3 separate regions of the Sus scrofa genome follow, and regions 1 and 2 are each linked to region 3. The links are chromatin contacts, called in public Hi-C and HiChIP or PLAC-seq maps. All regions are on one chromosome and are shown on one strand. Each heading gives the region's core, a stretch centred on a gene start, on an enhancer-like site or on the middle of the called end of the contact. The rest is flanking DNA. Distances are from core to core; before and after follow the strand shown.

Region 1 (3,973 bases), core at 863-3,362, 210 kb after region 3:
TATTAAACAAGACACAGGTACAAGAAAAATAGAAATCTAAATGCAAGTGTTAGACAATAAGATTATAATAAAAAACACAATCACTAGGCAATATATGATTGAATTCAGAAGAGGGATATTATTGTGTGATGGAGAAATACCTTCTGGAGGAAGTACACTGAACTGATCCTTGAGGTAGGCAAAATCACAAAGCAACTTATTTAGGATAAATTGAGATTTCAAGCAATGGCCTGAAAGCACAAGATTTGCACAAGACAGTAAATGAATCACAACTGAATGTTTGAAAGAATAATGGGAGATTCCAAGGGAAAGGCATGTTGGCTCCATACTAGGGAGCCTGGAATCCCAGGCTAAGGATTGATACCATGGACAACTGGATGATAACTAGCTTTATGAAACACATTAAAAACAAAACAAAAGCTCCCAAAACACTTTACAAAAGACCCACACCTCCTAGTTTTGGCTTCATCTGGAAAACACTTACCTTCCCAGCCTGAATAACCTTAGCAAACCCCAAAGACCTTAAAGACTTTTCAGGCAGTGACTTTCTTTTCTCTTCCTCCACAGCCTCTGTCTCTAACTGTAGGAGAAAATATCCCTATAAAAAGGTAGAAAGGAGGAGTTCCCCTTGTGGCACAGTGGTTAACGAATCCGACTAGGAACCATGAGGTTGCGGGTTCGGTCCCTGGCCTTGCCCAGTGGGTTGGGGATTCGGCGTTGCCATGAGCTGTGGTGTAGGTCACAGAGGAGGCTTGGATCCCGCGTTGCTGTGGCTCTGGCGTAGGCCAGTGGCTGCGGCTCCGATTCGACCCCTGGCCTGGGAGCCTCCATGTGCCGCGGGAGCGGCCCAAGAAATAGCAAAAAGACAAAAAAAAAAGGTAGAAAGGAGAGACACCCCCCCCCCCCCCGTCATGATGACTAAGCAAAGTCCAGCCACCTGCCCCTAACCACCCCTCCCTCACGCATCTGCTGCAGTAAGCTTGCTTCCGCATCTACTACCTTGCCTGACCTCACTCTGGTCCGCCAAGCAGGAGCTCAGAAGAGGTAGCCCATAAAAACTTTGTGAAAGACTTCTTCCGGGCTCAGACTCTGGAGAGCAATCTCCTCTGAGCCTGCCGGCATAATAAACGTGAATTCTCCAACTTTCCCAGTGCTCACTTGGTTTCTCCCTGGGTAAAAGAGCTGAAACACTGCAGCCACAGGGCTGTCGCTAGAGCTGATACGCTGCAGCGCAGGGCTGTTGAGCAGCTGCCTTAACAAAACCAAGTGGGAAAACATTTCAAAATGCATAAAGTTAAAATATTTTCCTTTTGACTTCTTTTGTAATTTTGATTGGTCTAGACTGAAATTAAACAATAAAGCAGTGCCTTATAATTGATGCACATGTTGGCTAAGCCCCAGGATCCTGCCAGTCCTACAGTTTGTTTCCCAAGTACCTGTTAAATTGTAGCAAGTTTGCAGATTCTTTGACCACAGCCTTTCTCAGAAATCATCCTAGAGATGCTTTTACAAGAACTCTGGAAAGCGACCTAAGAGGCTTCCTTACAAATGAAAAGAAACAAGGGTAGTTTGAGGAGTACTAAGGGAAGAATTTAAAAATTATTGTCAAGCTTTTTTGGGGGGGGCGCACCCACTGCACAGAAGAGTGACAGGACCACGGATCGAATCCAAGCCACAGGTAAGAACTATGCAGCAGCTTCAGCAATCTGGGATCCCCAACCCACTGCACAGGGCCAAGGATCAAACTAGCCTCCGCGGCAAACCGGACCCTTAAAGCACTGCGCCACAGCGGGAACTCCATCGGCTTTTAATTTGCCTTTAAGTTTCACTTTTTCTGACAAGAGACCAACCTTGCGACATACCCTGATTTCTGCAGCCTCTGGGAGCAGAAATCAAGAGGGAAATACTAAAGTGCAGTCAATGTGACGACGCAGGGTCTGCGAAGAAAGGACTGCAACACACCGAGAAGACCAGCTCTGGGGGGGCGGGGCGCGGGGCTCGGGTCGGGCAGCGCGCGCAGACTCGGAAGTCCCGCCCCAATGTTAGCCCTCTCTACCTTTGGTTGGTTCTCTAGGTGGGAGGGGCTGTTTTGGCGGGCAGTCGTGACGTCACTAGCCCTTGTCGGGTTGCTACAGCACCGCGCCAAGGTTAGGCTTTTGGGTAGATGGAAGAGAGGGAGGGGCGGGCTCAGAGCGCCCGGAAGGGCTCGCGCGCGGCCCCCGACAATGGTAAAACGGAAGTCCTACTCCTTCGGAGCTCCTCGTCCGGGCGGAAGAAGCGTTCTTCCTCTAGCGGTGGCTGCGTAGCTGCGCGCCTCTGCGGTCTGCGGCTTGGCTTCCGGGAGCTACGGGAGCATCCTCACCTGGTAAGAGAAAGGAGGGGAACTTGGCGCGTGCCTCCTGCGGGGGCCAGAGAGCCCACCATCCGCCCTGCCGCAACGGCTGTTAATGCTGGGAGCAGTCAAGGTTCATTTGTTTTCATTTCGGACGTTTGTCTTAACATGGACAAACACACTTCCTTCCACGGTCGTACTGTTTACCTGACCCTCAGAACACTTTTTTGCTTTAAAGACATTTGATGTTCCCAGTCTCTGAATTCTGGTAGGCTACTGGGCATAAAATTTAAACACAAAACTTAATTCGCTTTCTCCGAACTTGGGCTGTAGATGAGGATTCTTTCTCTTTCAGGTGTTGATGTTGATTGAATATGCCTTTTTAGCATATTAAAATGGCTGTACCCAAGGACGCCATCCCTTCATTGTCGGAATGCCAGTGCCAGATCTGTGTGGAAATTCTATTTGAGCCTGTGACACTCCCTTGTAACCACACGCTGTGTAAACCATGCTTCCAGTCGACTGTCGAAAAAGCAAATTTGTGCTGCCCCTTCTGTCGCCGCCGAGTCTCTTCGTGGACTCGACACCGCACCCGAACAAATTCTCTTGTCAACATGGAACTGTGGAAGATAATTCAGAAACACTATCCAAAAGAATGCAAGCTTAGAGCCTCTGGGCAAGAATCAGAGGAAATTGGTGAGTAAAAATCCAGCTTGTTCATTGTCTAAAAACCAAAATCTTTTAAAAAGCGAATCATCACTAGTCTTTTTTTTTTTTTTCAAGGATAAAAAAAGAAAATCTGGGTTAGTATTTGTCCAAATTTTTCACATCTTTGAGTTTAATGGGCCCTAAAATGTTGGTTAAGGTCACAATGGCAAGATTTGGTTCATTGTTTTAAGGCATAGGCTTAGTTTGGTCGGTGTTTGTTGGGTTAAAAATGAAAAGAAAACCAAAAAAAAAAAAAAGAAACAAAAGAATTACCTACTAGGGTCTTAAATTGTGTCGAAAGTTATATAAATAGTCACAGATGAGCAACAGTCAGTATGGCAGCAGCAGAAGTAAGGAAACTGCTGGATTCCTGTGTTAATATTTTTTTTATTTTCAGTTACTTTTCTCTAACTTTCTTGCCTATACATCTCCATTCATTTAGTTCTTAAGCTTTCAACAAGCCTAAAATAGCTTTCTGTGGCCAGTTTCCTCTAGTTCAGTCATTTTTATTCAAAGCCCTCCACAGTGTGGACTTAACAACTCTTCATTTTGCCCCCAGACTTTAGCGGCTTGACCACTTATGTGGTCATTAAGCCCTGCAGTGTTTCTTCTCCAGGCTTAAATGTGATGTGGATGCTCTGGTGTACTTGCTTTTTTTGGGAATTCTTTTTATTATGGTAAAATTTGCCATTTTAACCATTTTTAAGTGTACAATTCAGTGTCATTAATTACTTTCACAGTGTTTGGAAACTGTCACCACTGTTGCCAAAACTTTCATCACACCAGACAACTTCTTTAACCATTAAGCATCCCATTCTCCTTACTCCATCCCACTCCTGCTTTTCGGAGTTTCTAATCTCTGTGAATTTGCTTGTTCTAGATAATTTATGTAAGTGTATTCATACAGCGAATGATCTGTTGTGTCTGTTTTCT
Region 2 (4,019 bases), core at 801-3,300, 140 kb after region 3:
TCAAGATACTCAGGAGATGTCCTGCAACATCTGAATGTACATGTGATAAGTACAAGTCTATAAAACCTAGAGTGCAGGTAGTACAAAGGCATACAAAGTATGAAAAACTTAAGAAACCTAAAATATCTCTGAAAGGATACAAAAGAAATAGGTAGCATAGGTTGCCTTCAACCTGAGTGGTGGGGGTAGAAGGACAAAAGGAAAATATTTTGCTTTACATCGCCTTGCTTCTTTTGGTTGACTCGCATGAACACATCATCTATTACAACTCATTATATGAATCTTGAATCATGTGACCATATCTACTGCAAATAATTTAAAATAAAACAATAAACTTTATGGAAAAATAAAAGTTAAATAAAACTTACGAAACCCACATGTTAATCGAGTACAGTAGGACAGAACTGTAATCTTCTGCACTCTACCATACGAATTATAACCAGTATCCACTGAGCATCTATCACGTATAAATACTGTCCTCATAAATAAACATGTTACTTCACTTACTAGAAAAGCAACTGACAGGTGACATATTTAACAGAAATATTTCTTATTAAGCTAAATCCTGTTTTATTACAGAAGAATAAATTTTACATCCATCTGACATGGAAAAAAACAATTTACTCCTTACTCTGGCCCCGCTGGCAGTCTAGCATTAAAAGGGGATGTCATCCCTTCTTAGTTGTTAATGTTATTTTTATGTTTACCACATTCTAGACTTTATCCTCTCTCACATATGCTTTTGGTGACTATTACTCTGTACAGCTGTTTCCATTCAACTGAACCCAAGTTTAAGGCCTTTCGTTCATATTGCTTGAAGAATCCTCTCAGTGCTACCATGGTCTGCTATCTGACATGTTTATTTGCAAATGAAGGCAAGACAACAAACAAGAATCTGGCAGGGAAAAAAAGGCAGCATATATGGAAGCAGTATGTTAGATGACAAACAGAACTTAAGAGACACTCTATCAAGGTGGAACTATAAAAAAGTTGGCAAGGAAGTAGCCAATAATAGTAGGACATGGCAGTATTATGACGGTTAAGTACAGCTGATGGGAGGATGTTCTATTAGTCTTGATCTTGAAAGTTAGCAGAATGCCGTGGGTCATACTCATTTATAAGCCTGTAAAAAAGTGGAGGGAATTGGAATACTCGGGCGAAAATAAAGAAAAGGTTATAAGTCAGAGCTTGGAAAAGGTGAGGTGAAAGCAAAGATCTCAGAAACCAAGCCAAGGTTAAGGCAGCTGAGGTAATCTAATAAAGGGCAGAGAGAAAAATAGGATGAGAGTATTGAAAGCTACAACAATGGGGTGATCTGTTTTTAAGGGGAAAGACTGTGGAAAGTAGAATGAGTGACGGAAAGCAGGGCTGGGAAACCATCTGGTCCTTTAAAAAGTGTATCACGGAAGTGAGGTGGGTTAAGGAGCAGAACTTCAATCCAAAGAGAAGAGGATCTTTATGGCAGGGGGAGGTGAGGTAAGATATTGACTGGAGCGGTGGAAAGGCGGGATGGTGAAGCGAGGCTTTTGACTCAGAAGCTTAGCTGAGAAGCTCTGAGAGTGGCGCGGAGGAGCGGGACTGGGGGCAGCGGCGTGGCGTGGGGCTCCCTCACCTTGGCCTTGTAGCTGGGCAGGTTGCAGAGAATGTCCGTGCGCAGAGCCTCCTCTGCCAGGCTGCGGGCACACAGGCTCCGCCACACCTCGCTGTTCTCATCGCCGTGCAGGCAGCGGTACCAGTGCTTGCACACCAGGGCGCAGCTCCGCAGCTCGGACAGCTCCAGGTAGGAGAACACCAACTCCAGCACCCGGCTGGGCAGCCGGCCCCCGGCCCCCGGGGCCCCGGAGCCCGAGCCTGCGCCCGCGCCGCCGCCGCCGCTACAGCCAGCGCCGCCCGAGGCTGCCCCAGCTCCCGGGCCCGGCGCCGCCATCGCCTCACCAGCTGGCCCGAGGGCCGCCGCCGCCGCCGCTGCTTACCCCCGTCCCTGCTCCGGAGGCCAAGCCTCGCCTTGAGACCGGAGCAGCTCGTTCACCGCCCCTTTCACAGCCTACCGCCCGGCCCCTCCACCACTCCCGCCCCTGCCCAGGGGCGTCCGCCGCGCGCCCCGCCTCACTGAGGGCAGACGCACCGGCCGCACTTGCGTCCCCCGCCCCTCCCTAGCGGCTCAGCGCGGGCGCCGGAACAGCCAGACTCGCCCGGCCTCCCCGCGACGCGCCGGTGGCTCCGCCATGCGGGTTGAGGGCAAGAAGCAAGGGCGCACGCCCAGCTTGCGCGCGATTCCTCTCGGCCCCGGATGTGACTGTTTGGCTGAGGCGCCCCCCGCCCGACGCTGGATGGGATTGGGCGCCCACCGGTGAGGTCATCATCAGGCGCCTAGGAGGGAAGCGGGAAGCTCAGGTATGAGGCTGGCGCTGGTGGGTTCAAGGCTATGTTCCAGTGCCTTTTCATCATTTTGGTCTAGTGGTGTCGCGTCGGCTTTCCTGGATCCCTTTTCCTGTAAGGTTCCCCCGAGTCAGTTGGGTCCCTGCCTTACTGGCCAACCTAACGCACGAAACTTCCCTCTCCTTATTAGCCATTCCCTATGGGTCCGCCACCTTAGGTTTGAGTTGGATCTTCTTTACCTTTGGCAGCTGAGGTCGTGTTTTCCTGGTCAAGCTATCTTGTTCTCTCTTGGTATTAGTACCAGTGATTATCACAACATGTGTCCTAGCGTATATACGGAAAATGAGGTCGCCACCTTTGAACGCCCCTCCCCCCGCCCCGCCAATGTTCGGATAACCTTAAAGTGCCGTTTAAGTGCTACATTCTTTTGGATAAAATGTGACTTTTTCCATTCTTTCCTACTAACCCACTGATTAGTAGGTGAATTAAGGCAGTGTGTTTTTAATTAAACATTCCATAGGGCGAATGACATGGAGGCTGTAATTCTAGAAGGCTTCTTGGGAGGGAAAGTATTTCAGCATTGTTTGGTCATACTACGTTTTCCTAAGTGACCAGAACGTTTTCTGACAGCCTTTAAAGGATGCTTGACAAGAGAAAATAATAATCATGCACTCTACTGGGGCCCTTTACCGGGGAGTTCCTAATAAACTCTCAAAAAAAACTCTGAGATAATTGTTATAATAATAGGGTTCACAGAGTCCCTTAGTAGACAGTTACACTGTCTTACATTTATGTAGTAAGGAATCTTTCCAAAAAACAACTCCCCCGCTGTTTGTAATCCATTTCTTGTTCTCCAATAAAAACAGTAGCACCTATCATCTCCACTCTCTGATAGGTGGTATTTGATTATTACTTGCCAGTTCCTTCCTCCCAGATGCTTCCCCCCAAGCTTAGTAATCTAGATTCTTTTTATTCTTACTAGGGCCAGTGCCACAGCCCTTCAGTCTTTTCGGGTGCTGTCTAGCATCCTCACATCAAGACTAACTTTGGAAAACTCAAACATGTGAAGAAAAGTTGACATATTTATTACTGTGATAGTGACTGTCTTTCATATTATTTAAATAGTAGTGTAATCTCAGGCTAGGGAGTTTTATTTATTCATTTTTCAGCTGTCAACTATCGGGCATCCAAAGAAGGCGGTCCAAGTTTTGTCTGGAAAGGCACCAAAGTTTCTTTTACTTCTTCAGAGATGAGTAAAGTCAGTTCCTCTGAGAAGGGGACAATGAACAGAGGGAATGAACAGCTTTAAAGGTACAGACACTTGAAAAAGACAAGTGGATGCTTGGAAGTAGGACAGGATGGAGTAGAGAGGATTCAGTTATTAAATGACCATGACCCCTCTCCCATGTCTGTACCCTTCTTCTGCTCTCTGGCTGTTTAGAGCTTTCATCTTTGCACTCCACTCTTCCTACAAATGTTCTTAAAGCACCCCAACTTCCCACCCACCCACCCGCCCCCACTCCATGATCTCATTAGGTGTTGGAAGGAAGGAATCTATTATCTAATTAAACTAATTCACATTGGGGTGAATTATTAATTACCATGCTTGACTCTTTAGGTATCACCTATGAGAAGAGAAG
Region 3 (4,130 bases), core at 1,006-3,505:
ATGTTTAATTTTAATGGAAGTGGTAAGGGCTCACATCTCCCTATAAATTATACTGGAAATAAAGGTCAGATTAACAGGATTAAATTCTATTGGAATATACACTAGAGAATAGTAAATCTCATTCATCTTGTCGTGGTAGAAAAGCTAACTTACAAACAGTAGAGCAAACACTAGATTATTTATGATTTTTAAGGCAAAAGTACCATTTTCAAAATCAATTTGTTGCATCCGAATTCACCTTCAAGATTTTTTCCTCTTAAATATTACTTTACTTGGGGAGAGGAAGTGGGATGGACTGGGAGTTTAGGGTTAATAGATGCAAATTACTACATTTGGAATGAATAGACAATAAGGTCCTCCTGTATAGCACAGGGAACTATATGCAATCTCCTGGGACAGACCATGATGTAAAATTACATATATATACATATATGAAATATATATATATATAAAAATTTTTTTGGTCTTTTTGCCATTTCTAGGGCCATACCTGCGGTATATGGAGGTTCCCAGGCTAGGGGTCTAATCAGAGCTGTAGCCGCCGGCCTACACCACAACTCACAGAAACACCAGATCCTTAACCCACTGAGCAAAGCCAAGGATCGCAATCTCATGGTTCCTAGTCGGATTCATTAACCACTGAGAGATACTGGCACATTATAAATCAATGATACTTTGATTTAAAAAAATTTAAATATATTACTTGGTTATTGTGGCCTAAACTGGCTCTGAAAATTGACTCATTTTTATTTATTTTTTAGGGCCACACCCCACACCCGTGGCATATGGAGGTTCTCAGGCTAGGGGTGGAATCGGAGCTGTAGCCACCGGCTTACGCCAGAGCCACAGCAACGTGGGATCCGAGCCTCGTCTGCAACCTATACCACAGCTCACAGCAACACCGGATCCTTATCCCACTGAGCAAGACCAGGGATCAAACCGGAAACCTCACTGTTCCTAGTCGGATTCATCTGCACTGCGCCACGACCAGAACTCCCCAAAATGACCCATTTTTAATCACAAAATGCCATTGTTGGAAGAGCCTTTTAGATATCAGTAAGTCGAGTGTTTAAAAATTCTTTTGGGCCTAATAATCCTCTCTTCAAATAAATTTGGGACTTAATATGGAAACACAAAAAAGTAGAACTGGGGAGTTCCCATCGTGGCTCAGGGGTTAAGGAACCTGACTAGTACCAATGAGGATTTGGGTTTGGTCCCTGGCCGAGCTCAGTGGGTTAAGGATCCGGTGTTGCCATGAGCTGTGGTGTAGGTTCCAGACGCAGGTAGGATCCCACGTTGCTGTGGCTGCAGTGTAGGCCAGCGGCTGCAGCTCAGGTTCGACCCTAGCCTGGGAACTTCCATATGCTGCCAGTGCAGTCCTAAAAAGACAAACAAACAAACAAACAAAAGAGCAGAACTGCACTGACTGACAGGTACTAATCTAACACTTTCCTTTTACTGATGGAGAACTCACCTGGTTTTTACTGACTTTCTCTATCAAACGTCATCCCTTTATTGTAATTACTACTGCACATATCCATTTTCCCTACTACACTGCAAGCTCCGCAAGGGCTGGATACACAGCACCTAGCACAGAGCTCCTGCCCACGGACTTGGGCCCAAAGAAGGGTATCAACTCGCTTAACCCAGCCCTGAATCAGAAAGACACCCCAGCCCAATACGGTCTATCAGTAAAATGTTTTTAAAACGAAGCTAGTTGTCCTCCCCTTTCCACGCCTCGCGAACCTCTATAATTCTAGATTGGGATTCTCACACTGAGGCCCTTGCTGGTCCCCTGGTGGTCAGAAGCTTCATGCATCCCAAGAGCATTAAGACGCTTCACGACGGTACTACCTGTACAATGTTTTAGTAATAGTGAGGCCAGTCCCGTTTCAGAACGCCAAAGCCTGACTCTCTAGAGAACCAGAAGCCACGCAATCGGGGCAGCGGATAGGCAAGAGGATTTCGGCCTCTTTCGCTTTTTTTTTTTTTGGCCGCCCCGCCAGGGATCAGATCCGAGCCATAGTTGCCACCTACGCTGCAGCTGCTTGTGACCTTTGTTTTTAACTTTGTGCAGCTCAACCTACAGTTCTAGTGTCGCGAGCCAGGGGAAAGTGAAATACCTCTGCAACCGTGGAAAGGAGAGGACACCGGATCTCAGCCTGCTCCCTACCCGCTCAGCCCTAAATCCCGCCCCCCACCCCGAAGCCCCGCCCCTCCATTTACCAGCGTCGGTGGGGGCCGTGCTGAAGACTGGGTCTGCAGAGGTGAGCCCAGCCACCTCCCAGAGGAAGAGCCAGGCCACGGCCCGGCCGGCTACAGCCGCGGTAGCCAGGACGCCGGAAACGCGCACCTGGGAAGAATGCTCGGGGACCAAATGCGGTCGTGAGAACCTACACAAGCCTTGCTCCGCTCCTAGAGCGCGCTGTCACAGAGTTAGCGACCTGAACGGAAGACTCCCTCCGCGCACGCCTGCTGTCCCGCTCTTGCTCGGCTCCCGGGAGCCTAGGCCCGCGAAAGTTCCGGCCTCGCGGCAGGCAATGGCCCCGCCCCCTCGCCGTCCACGCCCTCGCCCTGCTGGTTGGGGGCGGGGCGAGGAACAGCGCAAGCGCCGTGACATGCGCCCGGGCTGTTGCTTTGGGAATCTCTTGGTGGTCTCAGCCCGACCCGGGTTCCCGCACGTTGTTCAGCTAGTCGGCTAGCCGAGCTCTCTGCGTCTTTCTCCACTTGCAAGTGTTTGCGGATGCGGTCCTCCTGCTGAGGATTTCACCCTACAGTCACGTCTTTGGAGCTATGGCTGTCGCCTTTCTGCAGCGCCAGGCTCTGCCCGGCCCTCAAAATTAAATTTAGAACTCTTCTGTGCAATGCGGTTGGGGAAAACAACCTGCTTGCGGAGGTTTTAGACGTTGGCCTGCAGAAGACGCACTTTCTCTACGTCTCTATGGGTAGGTAAGAACATCAGCCTTGCCCTAATGGGGACGTGGGTAGAAAGAGGGTCGTCTACCTGATGGCAAAACCCGTACACTTTTAAGTTAAGATTTTGCCCGTCATTGATCCCTGGAGAAAGGGATTAATGTCCAGGAAGAAGAGCTGAGTAAATATGTCCTTTGTCTTATGGATTAAATCTATAAGCAAAGTAGAGAGTATCCAATGCAGATTGGAGCAGAACAGAGAGCTCTAGGACAGATGTCTTAAAGAGGGAAAAGATGTCAGAAGATATTACCTACAACTGAAAATAGCAGTGTAAGCATGCTGTTAAGAAATATGGAGATAAATTTTGGAAGAAACGCTTAAAAGAATTGAAACTATTTTCCTATTGGAGAGGGGAAGGGCAGAGGACCACAGTTTTTTATTATACGCCTTATGGAATTATATTACGTTTAAACAGAATACTAACATTACTTAGTAAAAATAAAAGTTTAATTGTAAAAAGAAAAGAGTATAGTCAAAAAACTACATTACTGAATATCATGTGAATACATCTTTTTTTTTTTTTTTTTGTCCTTTTAGGGCTGCACCCTCGGCATATGGAGGTTCCCAGGGTAGGGGTCCAGTCGGAGCTACAGCTGCTGGCCTACTCCACAGCCACAGCAACTCAGGATCTGCGAACTTCAGCATAGCTCAGGGCAACACCATACCCTCAACCCACTGAATAAGGCCATGGATTGAACAACATCCTCATGGATACTAGTCAGATTTGTTTCTGCTGTGCTACAACAGGAACTCCCATCATTTATTAACATAGCTACTTGCTTGAGTGTGTGGAATTTATATTGTGCTCAGTAGGATCTCCCAGAAAATTTACTAACAGAACAGATTTTAGTGAGGTGAACTGGGAGTAGTATTTGTTTAAAAGAAGAAGAGGAGTTCCCATCGTGGCACAGTGGAAACGAATCCGACTAGGAACCATGAGGTTGTGGGTTTGATCCCTGGCCTCGCTCAGTGGGTTAAGGATCCAGCATTGCGGTGAACTGTGGTGTAGGTTGCAGACGTGGCTCGAATCTGGGGTTGCTGTGGCTATGGTGTAGGCTGGCAGCAACAGCTCCGATTAGACCCCCTAGCCTGGAAACCTCCATTGTGCTGTGGATGCCCTAAAAAGACAAAAGACAAAAAAAAAAAGAAGAAGAAGA

The links. Hi-C and Micro-C count contacts between places; a contact is called where the count stands out from the background. HiChIP or PLAC-seq counts read pairs in DNA pulled down with a chosen protein or histone mark.
Region 1: a contact with region 3 is called in an H3K27ac HiChIP or PLAC-seq map of alveolar macrophages. The contact joins the promoter of RNF168 here to the promoter of CEP19 in region 3. A contact is called at or near these places in 1 of 5 promoter capture datasets (liver), 1 of 47 Hi-C or Micro-C datasets (liver) and 1 of 2 datasets of contacts at active chromatin or transcription factors (alveolar macrophages).
Region 2: a contact with region 3 is called in a Hi-C map of liver, with 4 times the contacts expected there. The contact joins the promoter of FBXO45 here to the promoter of CEP19 in region 3. A contact is called at or near these places in 1 of 5 promoter capture datasets (liver), 3 of 47 Hi-C or Micro-C datasets (heart right ventricle, liver and skeletal muscle) and 1 of 2 datasets of contacts at active chromatin or transcription factors (alveolar macrophages).

The regions. Positions count from the first base shown.
Region 1 is chr13:133,623,434-133,627,406 of Sscrofa11.1, forward strand. It overlaps RNF168 (E3 ubiquitin-protein ligase RNF168), which reads left to right and starts at 2,113. Exons shown (of 8, transcript XM_021070157.1): 1 at 2,113-2,365; 2 at 2,688-3,028. The coding sequence starts at 2,728.
Region 2 is chr13:133,558,637-133,562,655 of Sscrofa11.1, forward strand. FBXO45 (F-box/SPRY domain-containing protein 1) reads right to left here and starts at 2,051. Exons shown (of 3, transcript XM_021070155.1): 1 at 1,613-2,051. The coding sequence starts at 1,927. It overlaps WDR53 (WD repeat-containing protein 53), which reads left to right and starts at 2,196. Exons shown (of 3, transcript XM_021070146.1): 1 at 2,196-2,394.
Region 3 is chr13:133,417,762-133,421,891 of Sscrofa11.1, forward strand. CEP19 (centrosomal protein of 19 kDa) reads left to right here and starts at 2,256. Exons shown (of 3, transcript XM_005670114.3): 1 at 2,256-2,945. PIGX (phosphatidylinositol-glycan biosynthesis class X protein) reads right to left here and starts at 2,428. Exons shown (of 6, transcript XM_005670119.3): 1 at 2,227-2,428. The coding sequence starts at 2,428.